Linked DNA regions of Mus musculus: region 1 is linked to region 2. The links are chromatin contacts, called in public HiChIP or PLAC-seq maps. All regions are on one chromosome and are shown on one strand. The core of a region is the stretch at or near the end of the contact, and the rest is flanking DNA. Distances in the headings are between cores, read along the strand shown. Region 1 holds the start of Tnik (TRAF2 and NCK interacting kinase). Region 2 holds the start of Nceh1 (neutral cholesterol ester hydrolase 1).

Region 1 (4,872 bases), core at 332-2,831, 1.1 Mb after region 2:
GGAGGGAAAAGATGGCTTCTACTTGGTCCCTTCGTGGAGGCTTGTGGGTTCGGAACAGCATTCTAGTTTCATGGTATGGTTTAGAGAGCACATGACCCACCCCAATGAGTCCAAGACTAAACAGTCCAGCTAACACTAATTTCATTAGTGTTGGTCCGTTCATTCATTCTTTCAACTTGTTCTGAAGCTCATAATTAGTTTATTCTTCATGACTTTAAAAAGAAGTGGCAACAGCCCAAGTGTTGGTGTCCATGTGTAATCTGAGTACTTGGGTGGGCGGGGGGGGGGGGGTCATTTGCAGGACAATGAGGAGTTCAAGGCCATCCCCAGCTGCACAGTGAAGGGAAGACTTCCTTTAAGTACTTAAGATCTGTCTCATAACCATACCAAATCAAACAACCAATAAGATAAATCAAAAAGAACCTCTACTCCCCCCAAAAGAAAACAAAACAAAAAGTCAAATAAAAATCAACCCCCCCCAGTATGTTTAGCTTTTTATCTCAGTAGATGCTAGAGGAACACTCAGAACTATTGATGAGTTGAAGCCAGTGGGAAGAGTTCACTATAAATGTTTTCTTCCGACGTATTTTGCGTGGCCAAACTAGGAGACAGGCAAGGATGCGAGAGGGTTGGGGAAGTGACTTTACACTTTTGATAAAGAATGACGGGTTACCACTGCAAACACCCAGCTCTTGAGTGAAAAAGCGAGCGAAGTCAAATAGCTCGCGGGTCAGGGCTCACTATCCTAGAGCCAAACTTTCTCCATGAATCCAGGTAGGTCACCGCGGAAAAGCTACAAAGGAGGAAACACTGGGTTAGGTACTATGTTGCCCAATTAATGTCGGCCTTGGAGTCACCTGAATCCTTCGAGCTACTGCACCCAGGGAGCAAGCTTCTCTTTTCAATTCGGTCATTTCCGTGGGGAATTGCGGCACGCGCAGGTCTTGGGTGTGGCGATATCCAGACAGAGCTCACATCTCTCGGATTTCCAGCTTCTAGCAAACCTACTCAGCCTAGAGAACCACAGACGATTCGGGCCTGCCTTCCTGCAACCCAGTGGCCGCGAATGACCGTGACCCTGTGGCCACTGCTCAGCACCAAAGCCAGGCTGCCGGCTCGGCGCGTGTGAGCTTCTCCCCAACTCGCTCTGCGCGGGGAGGCGGATCCCCTTCCCTGCGCACAAGTCCTTATATGCACCGGTTGCACCGGCCCGCCTTTACTCCAGCCCCACAAATAATTAATGGGGGAGGGAGGACGCTGCTGCCTTTTCCCGCTGCCTCTCCCCACCACCCTTTTCACCATTAGAGTATCTGAACGCAGTCAAGAAACCCCAAGATACGATCGAAGAGCCATTTTGGTGCACTGCACAAATTGGACACATTAAAAATATATATTCAGCATTCAGGCTCCTGCACAGAGAGGCTCAAAAACGGCTGTTTAGATTCAGCACTATTAACCCTCAAAAGCTGGGGCGGAAAGGGTGCGTACCCCTCCCCCACCCTGGCTAGTGGCGGAGGGACCCGGTCAGGAAGCGCGGCCTCTCCCCAGTCGGAGACCACGCCTCTCCCCCCCCCCCCACTCCTCCCAGGAAGCGGTGATAGACAGTTCTGTGTGGTTCTCCACCCCCACCTCCCAGCTGAGTGGAGGAGTTGATATGTCTCATTATAACAGCCAATGCAGCCGCCATCCACGCACAAGCAAAGAAGCATGTCCCATTTAAATACACCCACGCAGCCCCAGCGCCCTTAGCCGATCAGGGCGCGCAGCCCACACGCACCGCGGCTCCGGGCTTGGAGATCCGCGCAGGTCGGGCTCCGGGATCCCGCGGATCGACGCTCTCGGAAGATCGGGATCGGACTCTTGCTGGGGCCCGGGTGGGCGGGGGAGGCTGGGCCCCGGGCCTCTCTGGCGGACAGCCGCATGAGGACGCGAGCGAAATAGACCGGGGTGGAATTGCCAAGGAAGACGCTTCGGGGTGGTTTTGGTCCATTTCTCCCGCGAAGAGTCGACATGGCGAGCGACTCCCCAGCTCGCAGCCTGGATGAAATCGATCTCTCCGCCCTGAGGGTGAGCAGAACGTGTTTTTTCCTTTTTTTCCAATGGTCTAGGGCTGAAAGAGGGAACGTTCCCTGCCTTTCTGTTCTAATTCCGGGGCAGCCGAGGGGTTCTAGGCTGAGCCCCTACCCCTACAGCAGGGGCTGGGCTCCCCTTGTGCTCCTAGGCTGTTCCCGAGGTTCCGCAAGGAAGCTGGTAGAGCTTGTCAGTTTCATCTTCGATCGGTGTAAGAGCATTACATGAAAGGCTGGTGTGTGTGTGTGTGTGTGTGTGTGTGTGTGTGTGTGTGTGTGTGTGTGTACCCGGGCAACCGTCTCGTGCCAAGGCGCGAGACCCGACTGCTCCTTGCTGCAAAAGATTCTCTTGGAGAAGAAAGGCACTGGCCCTTCACGTTTGCCAGCTACCTGCAAGATGCCATCGTGAGCTAGCTGTCTCTACCAGCGGACCCTGCTGCTCCAATGGAGCAGTAATTGCTGCTCTGGGCTGGTCTTGTAGGTGCTAACTGACTCCCTTCCCGGCTTCTGTCTCCGGTGCTGGGGCTCCGGCTCAGCTCTTCCCTATATGCCAGTGTGCACTCACCTTTATCTGTGGTTTGAACTCAGCCCTGCCTATTCCTTCCCTCGGTGACTGTGACCTTTCAGTTTTATGGCTGAACTTCAGCAGGTGAAAGAGAAGCTTAACCGCTTCTCCTCACCACACCGGAACTCCCTGGAGAGATTGTGTGTGCGTGTGTGCCTGTGTGCCTGTGTGCCTGTGTGTGTGTGTGTGTGTGTGTGTGTGTGTGTGTGTGTGTGTGTGTGTGTGTGTGTCCCAGGTCTGTGAACAGTCCTTTGTAAAACATATTCCCTTCCCCGAGCCCGGCCGCTTTGCCTTTACCTAATGAAACACCTCAGACGTCGTTCCATTGTATTGAATAAGACTTTAGTGATCTAGAATCCATTTTGCTGTTGTTTGAAAATCAGACTGCCAGGAATCCCATTGCAGCCTCGACGCTTCCCCACCCCCACCTCTAATCCCAGCACACTCCTTCGGGGAAGGGGGCCGAGCGCTCTTGCCATTTTAATTAGATGCTGCCTGCCAGGAAGGGGGTGAGGAGGGGTGGTGGCCTTGGCAGCAGCAGGCATCTGAGAAAGATTGGACACCAATCTCAGTTCCACTAGTTTCTTCCTCTCCCGAACTAAAAATAAAATAAACAGCAAATGCATATGCTTGATGCCTGGAGGGTAGGTGAGACCTAAGAGATGGTGTCTCATCTCATGTCACCCACCGCCAGTAGGGGTGGAAGTTCAGTGGTTCTCCGGAACACATTGTTAGATTGATGCTAGAATCTTGAGGCCGTTTACCTGTGTCTACTAAAGCCTTCCTGCCCTTACATTTCTCTACAAATATTTTAAGGGGCTAGATACCTGTCTGATGGAGGTGATACTTTTTCTTCAGGCTCCACGAGTCTCTTTTCTTCCCTCTCCTTGAATCCTTGCCCCTTCCCATATCTTTTGGTAGAGAGAGAGAGGTGACAATTCAGAGAGACAACTCGAAGGTTGAGGACTGACTGCCCTATGAAACGGCCTGTTGTGCTAGTGGGGCAGCAGAAGCTCATTCATGCATGATTACAGTAAGCTGTCTGTTTTTCTGGTGCCCAAAGGCCACATTCAGAACCAGTGAGTAGCTAAGTGTGGGGGTTGGGAGCAGAGTGGGTGCTTTAAACAAGCGCGGCTTCCTCTTCACCCATGGTGTGTGCTCTACTTCTGTCTGGGAGTTGCTATGGTGTGAGTTAATCAGGTGGACCAGACTTGGAGAAGGAGGAGTGGCTAAGAGGTGGAGGCCTGAACAATGAGGCAGCCTTGTGATATAGCTGAGCAGGAATCTTAGCATCCTTCTCCCTGATATGATTTTTAAGTTGGGGGGCTGGGAGGAGGGGACTAGCTCCTGTGGGCAAGGTTTTCTGAGATACCAAGCACAGAGCACCTTGATGCATACTTGAGGAAACTCCCGGGCTCTGCTATGTGTATGTGGAACAGATATCTTTGTATGATTTACTGAGATTGCTCTTTGTCACCCAAGAAGCCCAATGAATTCTCTGCCTGCACTGGTGTGTGCAAAGAGCTAGGATAACAGCTACTCCCAGTGTCTGGGGGAGCTATTGGCTGGAAGACTTACATGCAGATGGGCAGACAGTTGTACTCAGCAGGCCTGGGAGCGTCAGGCAGTCTTGTGGTAGGCTAGGTGTGCAGGTCCGTTTGTCTCCGAGGGCCAGTAGGTGATGCCCACAAATGGAAGCGTAGATGGTGGCTGCCTTCCCAGATTTGGAGAGGTTGGTTCCTAAGCTTGCAGAGAAGTCCTTCTGAGGAAACCCTGACCCTGAATTGCAGGCAAGGTCAGTGGTGCAGCCCTGTCAGCCCCTCGACATCCCTGTGGCTCTTTAATGTATACAATCAATGCTCTTTGTAAGCCCTGGGCTTGGTGGTTTAAAAGCAGATCCTGTCTAGAGAGGCCTTTCTCCTTCTGATTTTGGGGGCTTATTGTTCTCAGTCAGTGATCCCAGACTGGGCCTAGTCTGAAATTCTCCCCAATTGGAACAATGCATAATTCAAACCAGAGCAACCAGTACCAGCCCTGTCATTTAAGCCATGCAAAATATGGGTGGGATTTTGTTGTTGTGGTGGTGGTGGTAGTGGTGGTTTTGTTTTTGTTTTTGTTTTTGTTTTTGACTAAAATGAAGTGGGGTTTATGATTAGGAAATAATCAGAATTCCATGAGTCCTCATGGCAGGATTCATGAAGCTCAACTAAGTCTTGAATGTTAGGTAGGGGATGGTTT
Region 2 (5,204 bases), core at 2,461-4,960:
TACATATAAAGATAGAGTGTAAATCTCACAGCTGACTGATGGGCTGACAATGAACACAGACAGATCTTAATGAAAAAAACAGAGACCTTTGAGGCCTGATGTGGTGTATAAATTCTCACGGCCTGTGTCAGTGATCTTATGGAGGCTTCTCCCTTCTTCTAAAAGGGGCAGGGGGAGAGTACTAAAGACAGCTCTAGAGAGTTTGGATCTAGCCACAGCATTCCACAATCACTAAGTTCTAGTTAATCAGCATTAAAGAACCTTTGACAGACTCGGGCCTTTTTTTTTTTTTCTTGGAATTTCAGTTTATAAGATACTCAAATGGCATTTGCACACACAGCCTCCTGACCAACCAATATAATATTGTAGAAAGGTTAACCATACCTTTGCAATCACTTCCAACTGTGTACTATACACTTGGCTTCTTTGATTTAACTACCCTTTAAGAAAACAACGTAATAAATCAAACCATTCCTTGGACTCATCATGCAATCAGTGTTCACCAGCGGAACAGTAACTTTAACCTTGAACCTTGTTCCTTATTTCTCCTGCTCCCAACTTGTTCCCAGCTCCTCCGTGCCTCTGAATCAGAGCAATGCGCGGTGTGTGAAGTGTGGTAATTAGGCCCAAGACCACCAGAAAGCAATGGTTTGAAAGCAATGAGTGATCCAGAGAAACTGGTTGAAAATGACAGTTGATCCGTTTGTGGTTTTGTTTGCTGTTCTGGGTCAGGAAGATCTGAAAACTGGTTTCTTCAAGAAGTAAAACTCTCCTAATAGATGAAAAGAAAGCGCCCCCATCCTCTCCCAGGCCGCATTTGATGCTCTGTTCATGTAGAGAGGGTAGTCCTTCCTTCCTTCCTTGGGGGGATCAGGCCCACTCTTGGATGGCCTAGTCAGGAAGTCGCTCTCCTTTCTTCTTATTCTTTTTTTTTTTTTTTTTTTTTTTTTTTGCCACGGCCAAGCAAGACCTTGATCTGCCTACTTGCCGAGTGCTGGGCTTAAGCATGTGCCACCATACCCGCTGTCATGCAGAGCTGAGGTTCAAGCCGTGGCAGGCTGGGCAAGCATTCCACCAAGAGAGCTTTAGCCTCAGCTTGCATTCCTTATGAGTGATAAACCATCAAGATCCCTGGATACAGACTCAACTTAAAGCCCGGCTCGAGCCAGCTGGATGGTTAGGGATAAAGAGCACGCTCTCTCTACCTCTCTCTCCCTCTCTCTCCCCTCCCTCTCTCTCCCCCTCCCTCCACCCTCCCCTTCCTCCTCTACCTCTTCTTCTCCCTCTCCCTCTCCCTCTGTCCCTCCCTTCCTCTTTCCTCTTTTCTTCCCTTCCTTCCTTTGACAAGACCTTACTATGTAGCTCTGGCTGGCCTAGGACTCACTATGTAGACCAGGCTGGCTTTAAACTCATAGAAATTGTCCTGCCTCTGTCTCTCAAATCCTGGGATTAAAGAGTTGTGCCCCATGCCTGGCTACTTCTTTAAATGACTCTGCTTTCAGAGTAATAAGAATGTTTCCCAGAATTGTTATGAAACCTAAATACATCAATCCTTTTGGAGTGCTGATCACAGGATTTAGCTCACAATAAGCTATTATTGTTATCTGGTCACCCTTCTGCATTTTCTTTGCACTTCATAATCACGCTCCAATAATGAGACACAAAAAAGTTAAAGAGAGCAAGTGCAGCCTGTTAGCGCATGACAGTAACCCTACTTGGAAAGTTCAGGTAGGTGGGAGGATTAGACATTCAAAGTCGCCCACAACTACAGAAAAGGGCTAGCCTGGGCTACACGAAGCCCTGTCTCAATGAGCCAAAAGCTTAAAAGTAAAAAATAAACAGAAAGGTTGGGTGGTGGGGGCACATACCTTTAATCCCAGTACTTAGGAGTTTTACTTCCCAGGCAGATCTCTATGAGTTCGAGATCTCTGTGAGTTCGAGGTCAGCCTGATCTATAGAGCAAGTTCTAGGATAGCTAGGGCTACACAAAGAAACCTTGTCTTGAAAAACATATATACATAGTCTTGCTACACGTGGTGACAAGTACCTGTAAAGACAGTATTATAGTCTGAAACAAGAGGATGACTTTATACTAGGAGATCCCATCTCAAAAAACAAAAACAAGACAAAAAACCCAGGTGCCGAGATGCAGCTTAGTGGTAAAATGCATGCCTGACAAAGGCAACTATCTGCCCCCAGTGCAGAGAGTCAACTCCGTCCATGGTCTTGTTCTCCAGCTCTTGTAGTTCTTGGTGTTATTTGTGGTGAATTGAAATAACAGGAAGGATGATGAAAGGGCTTTACTTTATCTTAAGTGGCATCATTAAAAAAATTACCAAGAAGAAAACAATAAAACAACAAAACTCCTTTCCAAGCTATGAAGGAAGCATCAAGAATCACTGTAGTTTCTTAAAACAACAGCAGCCACTTGGCGGTGGAGAAATGGCTTGGTAGCTAAGTGTTCACTTTTCAAAGGTTTTGCGAAGGACCAGAGTCCAGTTCCCTGCGCCCATGTCAGGCCGCTCAGGATCCAGGGAATCCCGTGCTCTCTTCTGGCATCCACAAACACTTGCTCTCCTGTGCACATTTCCACACAGAGATACACACATCACATAATTAAAAACAAACAGTTTACGATAAGATCTTTGCTTTACTGATTATATATGGTGCTGAGAAGTAACCCCAGGGCTTTGTGTGTGTGGGGGGGGAGAAGCACTCTGTCATTGAACTGAATTCCCAGACCTTTTTTCTATTATTTTTTTTTTCCAGCAAGGTTTCATATAACCCAGGTTGGCTTCAAAATCCTGGTCCTCCTGTTTCCACCTTCCCAATTCTGAGATTACAGGTGCTATCACCAGGCCCAGCTGAGGGCATTTGGAAGCCAACACTGGCCTTATTGCATGAGCTATGAGAAATCAGGTATTAGTTCTCTCTCTCTCTCTCTCTCTCTCTCTCTCTCTCTCTCTCTGTGTGTGTGTGTGTGTGTGTGTATGTGTATCTGTGTGTTTGTTGTGCAATGCCCCCCATATAGCCATGGGTGGCTTAGAACTCACAATGTGAACCAGGCTGTGTGCACCACCATGCCAGAAACTCTCTTTTTAAACCGCTTACTGACTTTATCAAGTGTTTCTCTCGAGAGGAGTTTTGGTATCTTTTGCAGTAGTCTCTTTGTTTTGATCAGATGCTTTATATTCTTTGAAAGTTGCACAGTGCAACTATCTGAGTTTTCTATTTGCTTGTTTGTCTGATACTTTGGTTTTCTTGAGGCAGGGTTTCTCATCTAGCCCAGTATGGACTCAAACTTGTTATGCAGTCCAAGATGACCTTGGCCTTCATCCTGTCTCCTCCTTTCAAGACCAAGGATAACAGTTAAGTGTGCCAAACCCAACGGATTTATTGTTTGTTTGTTACTGTTAGTTTTTCTTCTGATACTATTTCTGGTAGCTCAGGCTGACCCGGAACCCCTTTTGCCACACCTTCAGAGGCAGCTTGGCATCGCAGGCAGTCATACTCACAGTGTCCGCCAGGGGTTGCTGGTTGCTGTGTGTCCTCCGGGCTGCACCACCCTGCTTCCTGCAACCTGGCGAGCCCGCAGCTATTCGCAAGGACACCGCGGAGGGGGCACATCCGCGCTCCCACTTCCTCCCGACGCAGCCTGTGATTGGCTCGCAGCCTGAGGAGGAACACGTGAAACAGCAGCTGCGGCTGGCAGAAACTTGCTGGTCTTCTCCGGGTAGCATCGCACCGTACCGCGGTCAGCTCCGGACAGCCCGGCCTGGGGACAATGAGGTCGTCATGCGTCCTACTGGCCGCTCTGCTGGCTCTGGCTGCCTACTACGTGTACATCCCACTGCCCAGCGCGGTGTCCGACCCCTGGAAACTGATGCTGCTGGACGCCACTTTCCGCGGCGCGCAGCAAGTGGTGAGCAGAGCGAAAGGGGATGCCCCGTCTCGTCCTTGCTCCTCTAAACGAAACCCCCATCGCTTATCCCGGTTGCCCATGGGCCCTTTGAGGATGTCACATTTGCATCCTTGTCCTGCAATAGGGATATCCCGTGTTTCCGTGAACGCGCATCTGCCTCTCCCTGCTTCTTCTGATCTCTGGGGTCTGAGGGTGTCGTGTTTGCATCCGTGTAATGCAGTGGGGGCACCCGGTGTCACCCATGTTTTCTCAGAGTGCACGATTCCCCAGGACCCCTAGCCCGGGCACCGAGGATGTCCTGTTCGCATCCTTGAAGTCCACAGGCAGATAGGAGTGGAAACAGGTGAAGTTCTCCTCGCCTGGCGTCTCTGACAGCTGTTTAACCTTTCCTAGGACCTAATTAGCTCCCCTGCTTTCTTGGTTCGCTGTGTCTTGAGCCAGAGCCTTTGGTAATTTATAAACCACCTCGCCCCCACCTCTGTTGTCCCACTGGCTTGCAAAGGAGGAGTTAATTTTTTTTTTTTTTGCTAAGGGGATTGTGATTCACCGGTGAGCAGAAGCGGGCACAGGCAGTCTCCTAACGTCCCCAGGCCTTAGCGCTCCTTCTGGGGATCGCAGGCTAGGAGGAACCGCTCTGACCTTCGGTTCTCTCCCTGGCATTTCTCAGCTCAGCGGAAGAAAAGAAGGCCGGGAGACTAGCAATCCCGGAGGGCTGTAACGGTCCCTGTTTGAAGGCTGTTTTCTTGTGGCATTTGTTTTGCGTCCTTCGATGTCTGGGAGATAACCTTGGCCTGAGCCGGAGCGGTGTGGCCTTCTTTTAACCTGCAGGGTGGCATTTCTCTGCACTGTATCCTGCTCCTGCACATTGCTCCCCCGTGGGGAGGACAGTGTCATTGGTTTATTCCATGATAGGAGGATTGCTTTTAGTATCAGAAGCGCAGTCTGCAGCTAAGGCTGAACGCCATGACTGCATCGTATTTTTGAGTAGTCAGAGATATGCAGGTTCCCAGCGCTTCTCCACAATCAAGCCACCCTCCACCTCTGCCCAACACTGAGCCTTAATACTGTTTGTTTTGTTTTTTCAAGACAAAGTTTCTTTATAACCCTGGCTATACTGGAACTTGCTCTGTAGACCAGGCTAGCCTCTAACTTGACTGCAGCTGCCCCAGGAACTCTGAGAGGCATGTGCTGCTACCTACCTGCTCTTTTTTTTTTTCTCCTTCTTTTTAATAAGATATATGAACACGCATTAAATTTTTAAAATCAATTTTTATGTATGGGT

The links. HiChIP or PLAC-seq counts read pairs in DNA pulled down with a chosen protein or histone mark.
Region 1: an H3K27ac HiChIP or PLAC-seq map of embryonic stem cells shows a contact between it and region 2, with 3 times the contacts expected there. The contact joins the promoter of Tnik here to the promoter of Nceh1 in region 2. A contact is called at or near these places in 2 of 39 promoter capture datasets (liver and stem cell-derived epiblast-like cells) and 2 of 115 datasets of contacts at active chromatin or transcription factors (embryonic stem cells and pancreatic cancer cells).

The regions. Positions count from the first base shown.
Region 1 is chr3:28,261,633-28,266,504 of GRCm38.p6, forward strand. Tnik (TRAF2 and NCK interacting kinase) reads left to right here and starts at 1,582. Exons shown (of 33, transcript NM_026910.1): 1 at 1,582-2,067. The coding sequence starts at 2,011.
Region 2 is chr3:27,179,294-27,184,497 of GRCm38.p6, forward strand. It overlaps Nceh1 (neutral cholesterol ester hydrolase 1), which reads left to right and starts at 3,711. Exons shown (of 5, transcript NM_178772.3): 1 at 3,711-3,922. The coding sequence starts at 3,785.